Regions from separate parts of the Sus scrofa genome. Here region 1 is linked to region 2. Evidence: chromatin contacts called from public HiChIP or PLAC-seq data. All regions are on one chromosome and are shown on one strand. Each heading gives the region's core, a stretch centred on a gene start, on an enhancer-like site or on the middle of the called end of the contact. The rest is flanking DNA. Distances are from core to core; before and after follow the strand shown. Region 1 holds the start of AKAP8L (A-kinase anchor protein 8-like). Region 2 holds the start of HSH2D (hematopoietic SH2 domain containing).

Evidence for each region. HiChIP or PLAC-seq counts read pairs in DNA pulled down with a chosen protein or histone mark.
Region 1: a contact with region 2 is called in an H3K27ac HiChIP or PLAC-seq map of alveolar macrophages. The contact joins the promoter of AKAP8L here to the promoter of HSH2D in region 2. A contact is called at or near these places in 1 of 5 promoter capture datasets (fetal liver) and 1 of 2 datasets of contacts at active chromatin or transcription factors (alveolar macrophages).

The regions. Positions count from the first base shown.
Region 1 is chr2:62,182,486-62,188,969 of Sscrofa11.1, reverse strand. AKAP8L (A-kinase anchor protein 8-like) reads right to left here and starts at 4,235. Exons shown (of 24, transcript XM_005652898.3): 1 at 4,081-4,235. The coding sequence starts at 4,093.
Region 2 is chr2:61,422,309-61,428,917 of Sscrofa11.1, reverse strand. It overlaps HSH2D (hematopoietic SH2 domain containing), which reads left to right and starts at 2,025. Exons shown (of 6, transcript NM_001243826.1): 1 at 2,025-2,090; 2 at 4,227-4,374; 3 at 5,862-5,951. The coding sequence starts at 4,250.

The DNA.
Region 1 (6,484 bases), core at 2,986-5,485, 760 kb before region 2:
TATGTGTATTCAGGGAAAATAGGCCGTGATTCTTCCCTGGGTAAAAGGAAAGACAATCCATCAAACTTTCAGAGCTTAGTGGTAACCTCCACTCTAGTTCTGCCCTCCCCATATTCTGCTCCACAATACTGTCTCCAGGGCAGGACCTTCTTTAATCAGTTATGCTCCAATTATGAAGAAATTCTTATCTGGCTCAGAAATCATCTTCTCTTGGTTCAATTTACCAGCTTGATAAACTCTGAGTGAAAAAATAAAAATAAAATAAGCAAGTTTTTGGTCCTATATAGTGAAAGCTCAGACCATGGATTTACATCACAGCCCCTCCCTCTTGGTCAGCCTCTCTGACGTATTTTTTTCCTCTAAAATACACACACACACACACACACACACACACACACACACAAAACTGAGAAACCTTAAGTGCCGAACATGCGTCCTATGGAAGTTCCTAGACTAGGGTTGAATCTGAGCTGCAGCTGCCAGTCTACATCACAGCCACAGCAACATGGGATCTCAGCTGCATCTGTGACCTACATCACAGCTCACGACAACACTAGATCCCCGACCCACTGAGCAAGGCCAGGGATCGAACCTACATCCTCATGGATACTAGTCAGGTTCGTTATTGCTGAGCCACGATGGGAACTCCAAGAAGGGAATTTTTTTGATGGGAACTCCAAGAAGGATATTTTTTGAAATTAGAGGACAATTGGAATTAGGTTAGCTTGACTCCAACCTCTGCTATCTGGTAATAACCAGCCTCCAATGATTCTTGCCTCCTGACATCATGTTGTCCCTTCCCAATCTAATATAGACAGCCAACCTAACCAATAAGATATTGCAGAAATGACCGAGTGTGACTTCTGAGGTTTCCACTGTGCTCTCTCTTAGGAAACTTCACTTTAGAGGAAACTAGCCACCACGTAGTGAAGACCCTCTAAAAGGTCTGTGGAGAGCTCCACATGATGAGGAACCAACAGCATCAACCTGTCAGTCACATACGTTTGAGTCACCTACAGCCCCAGTCAAGCCTTCAGATAACTATAGCCCCAACTAACATCCAAAATGTAAACTCATGAGAAATCCCAAGCCAGAACCATCCAACTAAACCACTTGTTCATTCCTAACACACAGAAACTATGTAAAATGAGATGATGAATGTTCTATAAAAAGATTGGTAGGGAGTTCCTGTCGTGGCGCAGCAGAAATGAATCCGACTACAAACCATGGGGTTGTGGGTTCAATCCCTGGCTTCGCTCAGTGGGTTAATGGTCCAGCGTTGCCATGAGCTGTGGTATAAGTCGCAGACACGGCTCGGATCTGGCGTTGCTGTGGCTCTGGTGTAGGCCGGCAGCAACAACTCGGATTAGACCCCCTAGCCTGGGAACCTCCATATGCCAAGGGTGCGGCCCTCAAAAGACAAAAGACAAAAAACAAACAAAAAGATTGGTAGATGGACCTTTGTTTAAAGGCCCAATTCTGGATTTTTGTCCTATTTTTCCACTGCTCCAATCTTCCCTGCTCAGTGCTGGAGAAGGAAACTTCTTTCTCAAGTACACAAAAAGAAACTAGGTTCAGAAGCTAAAGTTATCAAAAAGTTAAATTAGGAGTTCCCGTCGCGGCTCAGTGGTTAACGAATCCGACTAGGAACCATGAGGTTGCAGGTTCGATCCCTGGCCTTGCTCAGTGGGTTAAGGATCTGGCATTGCCGTGAGCTGTGGTGTAGGTTGCAGATGCAGCTCAGATCCCCTGGCTCTGGTGTAGGCCAGTGGCTACAGCTCCAATTTGACCCCTAGCCTGCAAACCTCCATATGCTGCAGGAGCAGCCCAAGAAAAGGCAAAAAGACAAAAGAAAAAAATTAAATTATTTTAATCATCTTCTACACTTCTAAGCCTCCAGAAGTTCTTCTTAAAGGCAAACAGTTGTCTGAAATGTGACTTTAAAAGCCTCTGACTTTAGTGGTCTGCCTCTTAAAAGGAAAGACTCATATTATAAAGCTACTGTGGTTTTCAGTTGATCAAGATCAAGAAAAAACTGATCTTTATCTCATTAGCTTGGCTACCTCAGTGCCCACTCAAAACTGGAATTACAGCTACAAGATGGGAAGTTGAAATTCAGACTTGGCTATTAGTGACCTCTCTAATTCAGTTTCCTTGTCTATGAAAATAAATGCCCCATTATTAAGGTACCTCACAGCACCCAACCATTCATCTCCTGGTTTCTTCAGCAGTCCTGCACCTAATAATTACAGAACTGTCTCTCAGTTCTCAGTAAGATTTTGTGAAAAAGATTACATCTCAATTCTGGATATGTCAGTAACAACCCTACTGACTTTCCTCCTGAACCAGGAAAGGTACAGAAAGGCTAGGGCAGGAATGCTCAACCATGGCACCACTAATGTTTGCAGCCAGACAATTCTTTATGGTGGTGCTATCCTATGCACTGTAGGATGTTCAGCAGCATTCTTGGCCTCTATTCACTAGAGGCACTAGTAGCACCCCCACTCACAGAAGTGACAACCAAAAAGATCTCCAAACATTGCCAAGTGTTCTCTAGAGGGCAAAACTGCCCCTGGCTGAGAACCACTAGGCTAAGGAATGGTTGCTTAAAAAACTTGGTTTCTCGGAGTTCCCGTCATGGCACAGTGGTTAACAAATCCGACATGAGAACCATGAGGTTGCGGGTTCGGTCCCTGGCCTTGCTCAGTGGGTTAAGGATCTGGATCTGGCATTGCTGTGAGCTTCGGGTGTGGGTCGCAGACGCCGCTCGGATCCCGAGTTGCTGTGGCTCTGGCGTAGGCCAGAGGCTACACCTCCTATTAGACCCCTAGCCTGGGAACCTCCATATGTCGGGGGAGCGGATCAAGAAAAGGCAAAAAGACAAAAAAAAAAAAAAAAGAAAGAAATTTGGTTTCTCGCCAAGCTCCTAACCTGGAAAAGGGAGGGCTGACAGTACATAAAGCAGCCTATAGAGAAGCCCCAGAGGCTCAGATTCCATTCCCAGTCCTAAACATTCCAAGTCGAATGCAGGTTACCTGGCAACCACACATGCTCAAGCCTGTAATAACCCCATTACCAAGGAAGCTTCTGGCTGAGAAGCCTCATCAGTTATTTCCAAGGCAAACCCAAGCATCTTCTGAGTTCACCCAGGGATGATTTGCAATCACCCAAACATATCCTATGGCACCCTCTCTAATTTCATCATCCACCCTCCCCTTTGCTCAAATCCCACTGATTTCCCTGACTGATCTTTTAACAAGCCAGGCAGTTCCTAACACTGGGTCTTTATGCTGAGGGCCCCCTGGGCCAGATACCTTAACTCACTCATTTCATTCGGGTCTCTGCTAAAATGTCACCTCTTCAGAGCTCTCCAACCACCCTATGTAACACATCAACCGTCTCAGAGTACTGAACACCCCAGAATATATACTATGTTTGCCGATTATGGCCTGCTCTCCTCTATAAAATACTTGAGGAATTCTTGTCACTATTCCAGAGTGTATTCGGCACCTGAGAGATGAATTTGACAGATACTGAATGAGTCAACACGGAAGCGTGCCATTCCTCACAAAGCTCCGGCTCGGCCCCTAAGGACCCAAGGTTCCCCACTCAGCCCAAACCCTTCAAATATTTATTTATTCATCTCCCCGGGGCAAAGACGGCAGCTGCGGCATCCGGCAGTGGAAACTACGCAAGGGAGAAGAGTATGGTAATGGTAACGGTAATAGCAGCTGAGTCCGCAGACTGACCTGAAGGCCTGAAGTCTGAGAAGGGGCAACCTGAGACGTCGAGGGCCCAAGAGGCCTGACCAGGAACCGAGGCCGAGGACCACAGATACAGATGACAGAAGACAAGACTTAGGGAGGCCAGGAGCCGAGACCCAAAGCTGCCAGGACAGAGAACCTGAGACGCCGAGACGAGAGGGGCGCGAAACTGAGGCGACGGGCCCACGGCGCCATTTTGTGACCGCAGAAAGAGTAGTGTCCAAGCCCCGGGGGAGTCGCGGACAAGCCTGGCCCGGCCCTGGCACACCCCTGTCCCACCCCACCCGGAGCCCGACCCCTACCCTGCCAGGCTCACCTGTGTAGCTCATGGCAGCAGCTAACACTACACTTGAAGACTACAGCAGGGGGTTCCACGCGTCCAAAGCCGCGATAGCGGCGACAATCCCCCAAGCCCCTTCTACACACAGCTTAGCCCCTCCTCCCGACCGCATTGGCTCACGCCGGACCCTAGCTTCACGCTTGTTGGATGACCTTGTTGTCGATCTCGGAGAGTCCCTATGCCCGTGGCTGAGGGCACTGTCAATCTCATGATCGCCCCGCCCTATTCCCGCCTCTCGTTATGCCGACACTACGGTTATTGGCTGAGAGAAGACGGCCGGGAGGTGGAATCCTGTAGAGTTCGAAGGGGAGGAGCTGTGCACTACGGAAAGACCTGAGGCCCAAGCGGGGCCGGGCGGGAGGTGGGCCTGTGTCCTGGAAGCCCGCCAGAGGGAGCCGGCTCAACAGCTCAGGGTGCTGCTCCAATCCCGGCTTTGCCTCGAGGCTATTATGCCAACCTAGACTATTTCTGACTTCTCTGGCCTTCATAACGAACACGGTAGAGCCATGTTGGAATGAAAACTATAACTAAGCGCCAAACAAGATACGGGGCACACGGTCAGACATATGAGATAAATGTAAATAATTCATTCCGAATTCCTGTTGTGGCTCAGCTGAAACAAACCCAACCTGGATCCATGAGGATGCAGGTTCCATCCCTGGCCTTGCTCAGTGTGATAACGATCTGGCGCTGCTGTGAGCTGTGGTGTAGGTTGCAGACGCGGGTGGGAAGTGGAGTTGCTGTGATTGTAGCTGTGGCATGGGCCACAGCTCCAATTTGACCCTTAGCTGGAGGAACCTCCATATGCCACAAGTGCGGCCCTAAAAAGCAGAAAAAAGAATTCAGTCAGAGTTCTCTTGTGGCTCTGTAGGTTAAGAATCCTGTTGTCACTGCAGAATCTCAGGTAGCTCCTGGGGCACAGTTGGACCTCCAGCCCAGGGATTTCTGCATGTGTGTGTGTTGGGGGGGGGTGCACCCAAAAAAGAAATTTTAAAAATTCAGCCCAGTGCCAGGTGTGCTGAAATGTTGCATTTGGTTATCTACCATTACATAACAAATATATTTATATAGCATGTTTATATTACATATATGCTATATATATTTGTATTATCATGTAAATGCTCCTTCTTATCTACAAGGAAACTCTTTTAAAAATCCCCACTTAAAAGATAAAATTGAGAAAAAAAAAAAAGATAAAATTGAGGCTTGGACTTCATCACTCATGATCCTTGACACAAGTGTTAAAGTGGGAACTTCCCCTCTAAACCTGTTTGTTTTGGACTTAGGAACCCCTGCAGTAGCCCAGCCAGGCTGTTCCCCAGCACCCACACTGGATGTGTGGGACCCACTTTCAGAGACATCTCATATCTTCTAGGAGATGACTTGACAGAGCTGTAGACACTGTAAACTGTACTTGTGTGTTTGTGCGAATTCAAACTGTATGACTTTTTTTTTTGGTTTTACTTTAAAAGTTTGTTTTAAAGCATGGTGCTGCTGACATTAATTGATATTGAAGAACTGTCCCTTTCTTTAGTTTAACAATTGCACTTTTTAAGTCCATATCCTTCAGAGGAATATGTGGAAATATTAAGAGATTAACTGATCTGACTGATGACCAGGATGTGCTTCACCATAACTCAGATGGGGGAAAGGGAGAAGGGCACAGAGGGTTTACAGCTAAAGAGATTGGTCATGAGTTTATAACTGTTGAGTAGATGATGGTTCCTTTTACCATTCCACTTTTGTATGGTTGGAATTCTCCATGATAAAATATCTTTAACAACTCCTTATTCAAAAATGAGGCTTATGCAGAATTTGCTGCCCCATGGCACAAGGGTCATGGTGCATTGAGAAACTCCATACATGAAGCATATGAAGCTCTGATTAATGTGCACTCTAGCTGTGGGCCTCATTTCAGTGTCACCCTTAGGGATATGTGCCTGCCCTGCAAACTACCAGCACTCCTCTCTAGGATCTTATAGCTTTCTTCTTGGCATGTACCACTGCCATATTTTACTCTCATTTGATGACTTGATTAACATCCAATGCTGTCTCAAGAGGGACAGTAGAATTTTTTTTTTTTTTTCCTGCTGTACCCACAGCCTGTGGAAATTCCCAGGCCAGGGATCAAATCTGAGCCCCATCTGCAGCAACGCCAGATCTTTAACCCGTTGAGCCATTTTAGTGGGAACTCCTAGAATTTCTTAAAAGGAGGGGTATGCTCATGAGTTTTAAGAAAAGATCACTGTGTGTCAATACTGCATTTGATCATTTCAAGGACTAACACTGCTCAACTGTGGGTGAGGAAGGGCCTCCCATTTTACTTTATAAGCTCTTGTATAGTTTGAACTTTTTTTACATCCAGTTTACATCTTTTTTT
Region 2 (6,609 bases), core at 776-3,275:
AGGCACCCAGACCTGACTGGAGGGATAAAGGGCTGACCTCAGAGGGACAGAGGCCTTGGGGTCCCAGCCCCACCATCTCCCTGCTGGTCCCCTACTGGAAAGTTCTTCTGAGGGCCATGGGTCTGTTCACAGGTTCCAAGACTGTGGCCACCAAGCAGTGGGGTGTGACTCTGTTGTGACAGTCTCTGAGGAGGACAGCAATTTGTAAAAGACCATATCCCCCAAGCAGGTCAGGGTAATCAGGGCATTGCCTTCTGTGTTGGGGCCTCAGAGGGGCAGGCAGGTGGTGAACAGAAACACCCTCTTTCAGGTTTCTGGAGACTGAACTCCATGTAAATGAAAGGATGAGATGCCCCATGGCCACACCTGACACACATGGCAAGGGTCTCTTGGCACTTCTGATCCCCTCCCCAACAGCATTAGTCCTCTCATCGAGACTGGGAACTGGTCCACTGGGCTGTGGAAGGCATGGATCAGAGAGGTGATGTGAGTTGCCCAAGGTGGCCCAGCTCATGAGGTCTGGAGGCCAAGCTTGCCTCTCCTCCAGCCAGGCCCAAAGGTATCACCTTAAGTCACGGTGAAGAGACCTAATAAAATTGCTCTTTATTGAGCTCCATGCTGCTTGCCTGTAGATTGTCTGGACTAATCATCCTCATGTGCCTAAGGAGGGCTAGCTTCATACCCACTTCACAGATGAGGAAACTGAGGCCAAGAGAGTTCTAATGATTCACCCAAGTCTACACAGTGAATGAGTGAGAAGCCAGTTTTCATGTGTCTCCTGTTTGAGACTTATTGACCCACAGACTCCAGGACAAGGCCACCCTTCCCAGCCCCAGAGCAAGGATGACGGGGACCTCCAGCTTGAGCCTGCAAGGGGGGCTCTCTAGACAGCTGGGCCATGGTGATAGGCCCAAGGGGAAGCCCCCAGCTCAGCCACAAGGATCTGGGCCGTTTCTGAAAAGGGAGGAGGAAGTGGTTTTGCTAGGGTGCTGGGGAGGGGTGAGGCTGCCCACACGCATCTGGGGCTAGCTGATCCGTTAGGCAGGGCTTCCCACACTCAGGGCCCACCCTATGTGTGGGGACCTGAGAAATGTTGTCTTTTTTAAAAAATCAGAAGAAAAATTGGGTAAAAGAATGAATATATGAAATGAATCCAGCCTGGATTACATCGATCTTGGTGTCAATGCAACATAAAATATAATTTTAAATGGGTGTGTGTGTGTGTGTGTGTGTGTGTGTGTGTGCCTGTGTATTTTAAAATAGAGGAAGTCATACTATAGCCCTGTACACACAGTGAGGCCTCAGCCTGTCCAGGCTCAGTCCTGCCTCAGGGTCTTTGCTCATGCCCTTCCCACCCCCTGGAGCACTCTTTCTGCACAAACACCTGCCCCCACCCCTGTCAAGCTGATTCCTACCTGTCCACAGGGGCCCCTTCCCCCATATTAGTTAGGCCCCCTCTGGGGGTTCTGGCAATTCTAGTCCCCCCCCTTTCTGACAGGCTGTCCACTTTGAGTTGTTTTTGTTTTTTTTTGTTTGTTTGTTTGTTTGTTGTTTTTTTGTTTTTTTTTTATGGGATCCAAGCGTTTGTGACCTACGCCGCAGCTTGTGGCAACGCCAGATCCTTAACCCATTGAGAGAGGTCAAGGGTTGAACTCGCACCCTCCTGAATACTAGTGGGTTCCTAACCAACCGAGCCAAAATGGGAACTCCCCAGGCTGTCCACTTTGAAACGATGACATTAATCATTTCCCCCTCCTCTTCATTTCTCCCTAGGTTATAGATGCTGGGAGGGCGGGGCCTGCACCCATCTTGTGGTCACCTCTCCATCTGAGAATCTGGCACATGATCCTCAGGCTTGTCAAGGTCTGGATGGAGCAAGGATGTTCCTCCACCTGCACCCAGCGGGACTACAGACTGAGGGGAGGAGGGGGGAAGAGTCCCCGCCCAGGGCTCACCTGCTCAAGGAAACAGGAACCGCCTGGGGCCGCGCCCCGCCCCGCTGACGTGCAGACCCTGAACCGAAACCCAGGCTCCTGCAGGCACCAGGCACAGCCAGAGTGAGGGCTTCGGGCCCCCCAGGGGTCTCCCAGGTACGTGCCTACTTTTGTGCCCACCCCAGGCTGGCTGAGACTGGGGCCCCCAAAAGCCTCAACTTCATCTCTACCAGGGAGAAGACAGAGTATGGGGGCTAGTCTGGGCCAGAAGGGGACAGGGCTGGCAGGGTCCAGAGAAACATGAGGAAATTTCTAGGGGCACTGGTAGGTGGCCATTGGAAAATAGAGCTGGAATCAGGGAAAGGGCCTTCCTGGCAGGGGCACAGCCTGAGCAAAGACATGGAGAGGAGAGAGAATATGATCAGTTTGGGGTAGAACAAGGATGTGCTTTGGGCTTTAGGGCTGGAATGTGAGGGATGAGGAGGTGGGGGAGGCCCTAATGCCAGGGTCAAGAGTTTAAAACTTAGTATGACTTCATTCATCAGCCAACAACTCTGCACTCTCTTCTATGCCCACCCAGTGCCAGGTGATGCTAGGGATCTAGACAAATCCAAAAGAACTTAGCCCCAGACCCAATATGGGGGAAACAGAGCCAGCCACAGACACTCCAGCTTGGCTAGGCCAGAAGCAGGAACGGTGGGGAAGGGAGGGGACAGAGAAGTGTGCCAGGCTTTGTCTTGGGGAAGAGGCAGGAAAGCTGCTTAGAGGAGGGATGTTTTTGTGGGGTCTTGATGGATAAGTAGGAGTTCTCCCAGGTAGAAAAAAGAACGAGCCTGTAAACATGCCCTCATATGAGCTAGGTCACTACTAGATTCATTAATATTTATTATTACATACAGTGCTTAGCTCTGTGCCAACTGTAGCTTCTCAGGTAATTACTATCATTAGCCCCAAATTGCAGATGAACATTCAGGCACAAAGAGGTTAAGTGACTTGCCCAAGGTCACACAGCAGCTAAGTGGGGGAGCTGAGGTTTGAACCTAGGTTGTCTAGCTCTGACTGGGCTCAATTGATTTTTCATCCTGCTTTATTATAACATTTCTTTATAGATCTATTTCATTTCACTCACGGCAGAATTCCTTTGGGTCCTTCCCTGGAGGGCATGCTTGGCATCTGTCTTCTGGCAGGAGAAATTCAATATTGACTGGGTTGGTCATGCCCCCTCCCTGTAGAAACAGATCAGTAACAAAGACTTTCTGAGATACTGAAAAATTAGACCAGTGCAGGTGCAGAGCCCGAGCTCCAGTTTGGGGACAGAATTAAGGGTGAGAGTAAGTGGTTCATGTGTGGACAGATGAGCAGGGCACAACCCTTTGGCTGGTTCTTCACTGACTTAATACTGTTTTGCAAATTGCTGCTGTTTTTCTTTCTCTGTTTTCCAGCTCTGTGTCACTGGCTCACAGAGTCCAATAGTACCTGACCTTAAAACTTTTGAGAATGGGTGTAAATTAACCATGCACCTGACACAGTATAGGTGTCCCATCAGTGGCCACGACTCAGGATGACAATGGTGGCAGAAGCAGCTATTTGGGGCCATATCTCTGTAGTGTTTAATGAAACCATGGCAACCCTTTATGGCACCCACAGTTCATCTGCTATTTCATTCTTTCACTTACCATTCTGCTATCTCTACATCCTTCTAGGACAGTGATAGTTCCTTAATATTTAAATAAACTCAGGGTTTTGTTTTGTTTTCTTTTTAGGGCCACACCTGCAGCATATAGAAGTTCCCTGGCTAGGGGTCATATTGGAGCTACAGCTGCCAGCCTATACCACAGCCACAGCAACACCAGATCCTAGCCATGTCTGCAACCTACACCACAGCTCATGGCAATGCTGGATCCTTAACCCACTGAGAGAGGCCAGGGATCAAACCCTCATCCTCATGGATCCTAGTCAGGTTCGTTAACCTCTGAGCCATGAAGGGAACGCCCAATAAACTCAGTTCTTAAACACACATATTTATTTTTTTTAAAAAACTTTCTAACACTTGTAGTAATGGTATAATAAGAATAAAAGAAAAAGGAAAAAATCCTTGGCGGATTTTTGGGTTGTGTCAATGGATGAATCAGCATAAAGTGCCAGCACATAGTAGGTGCTCGAGAAACACAAGCCAGTTTCAATCTGTCTAGCCTGGAGGACTTCTCAAAGGAGGAGCCACCATGAACTGCATGAATAGAGCAAAGGTGGGAGGTGGACCAGGCTAGACTCTTTCCTCCCTCCCACCCCCAGGTCACCCTCCACCTCCAGAAGCCATGACAGAGGACAGAAGGCTGCCCCCACCACTGCCTCCACGACTGGACTGGTTCATACACACCCAGGTGGACCAGCTGGCCCAGGGAGGTGTCCCAGCCTGGTTCCACGGTGCCATCTCGAGAGAGTAAGGACCCCCCCACCCCACCCCTTCCACCCTGCCCTTCACCCTCTTTCCCTGTCTGCCCTGACCCTGGGCTGATTTTCACTACAGAATTCAGGGCTTAGTTCAGCTAAGTGTGTTAAGAAGGCAGGTGAAAATAGCTCTGGGGGTCCTAAGCTTGAATCCTGCCTCCTCCATGGACTCGTATGTGGTCTTGAGCAAGTTACTGGACCCTGGCTTTCTCTATACATGTGGCCACCAGTCCAGTACTGCCAGGGATCCGCCAGTGCCCCAGAATCAAGGTGGGGATGCAGCCTCAGAATCTTTCTTAACACAGTGCTCCAAACCGCAGCTCTCAATCCATCAGGGATGTAACCAAAGAGCACTGGCTACAGCAGACTGAGCTCTGAGGACCTAAATCCACCTAGTTGCCCCCACCCCACCCTGGGGGCTGGCTCTAAACAAATGGCAAAAAGGCCATTGAGTTCCACATTCTGCATGCAGGAAATGGAGGAAATACTGTAAAGCCACAGAGAAGAAGAATCAGGCCTGGTTTCTGAGTGCTGGGGTGCACCAATGGAAATATAATGTGAGCCACACATTGCAATTTTAAATCTTTTAAGTCTCTTTTAAGCTATGTTAAAAGGCGTGAAAAGAAGCAAGTGGAATTAATTTTAATTGTATCTTTTATTTAACCTAGTATATCCACGATATTATCATTTTAACATGTTATCAGCACTAAGTCCTCAAAATCCAGCATGTCTTATATGTCAAAAGCACGTCTCAATTCCTACCAGCCACATTTCAAGTGCTCAGCCTCCGTACATGGCCAGTGGCCTCTGTATTGGACAGCAAGGGGCCAAAGTCCCCATCTTGTCTCGTAGAAGGTTGCCTTACTCTGTGTGAACCCAGGATATTGGTAATAACAATAGTGAGCATCTTATGTGTTCTTATAGTTGGCGGTTCCCATGCTCATACTGCATGCTTTTCATCTGTCCTCAAGTGGGCCCTGGGAATAAGGGTTTTCTTCCCCCTTAAGGAAGCTGAAGGTCATAAAAGAACTGACCCCCATTTATTAACAATGGAGCATTTATTGAGTACCTGCTGTGTGCCAGGGGTCACACAGCTAATGAACAGCAGAGCTGGGTTTTGGAATCAAATGCATCTGAGAAAAGTTCCTGCTTTATTACCTGTGATACCTTGATCTAACCAAAGGTGCCTTAAGGGCGCCTTCCAGGCATTGGGAAGGCAAGCAGGGGCTGTGGAGATGATTAAGTTCATCAGAGGATTCCTGCCACCTCCGAGACAGCATCCTTGCCCTTGAATAACCCAAGGTCTGAAACAACCAAGAAAAAAAAAGTTTAGGTTGTTTGTTCATTTAGAAAGTCGAACAGCACAGGCCTCTCTGGCTCAGGGGGCACCGGTACTAGGATGACCAGGGTACCAGAAGTCTGGCCAGTATGCTGTGTTCCAGGACCTCAGCCATGTCTCTTCTGTATTTGCCCTTCCAGGGATGCCGAGAACTTGCTGGAATCACAACCACTGGGATCCTTCCTCATCAGAGTCAGTCACAGCCACGTGGGCTACACCCTCTCTTACAAGTAAGTTCTGGGCTAGGTGCCAGGGAAGGAGAAGGAGGGCTCCACAGCTTCCTTAGAGGATGCAAGCGGTGCTTCATACCAAAACTCCTCAATGAGCCCCCCAGAGTGAGGGTCTGGCCAGATCTGACTGAACAGCGGACAGCTGCAGGTCTGGCTCTAACCAGCAGACTATGGCCTGGTGGTAACTGAGACTGTGTATCTGAGAACAGGGGCTGCTGGGAACCCAAGAGTGGCTATTGCCTCTCCTCTAACTTCCCTTCTCCCCCCACTACTTAAATGGCAACTCTCTGGCTCCACCTGGGGTGGGGGGACATGTGGCTTTATTACAAAGGGAAAAACTGAGGCCCTTAATCACACAGTCCAAGGCTCAGCTCTGCCACTTATATGCTGTGTGATCTTGGACAAGTTACTCAGCTTTTTTGTGCCTCCCTTAAAGTCCTCAACCCTAACATAGAAATGCTAAAATTAGTTCAGAGTCTTGATGTGAGGATTAAGTGAAATATAGTAAGCATATCAAAGGCCATTAATAAATACATCCATTTATTAACAATGGAGCATTTATTGAGTACCTGCTGTGTGCCAGGCATACAACCTTAGGCTGGGGCCTGACTCAAATTTTCACTGTTATCATTTCTATTGATCATTTTCCCTCTTGCCA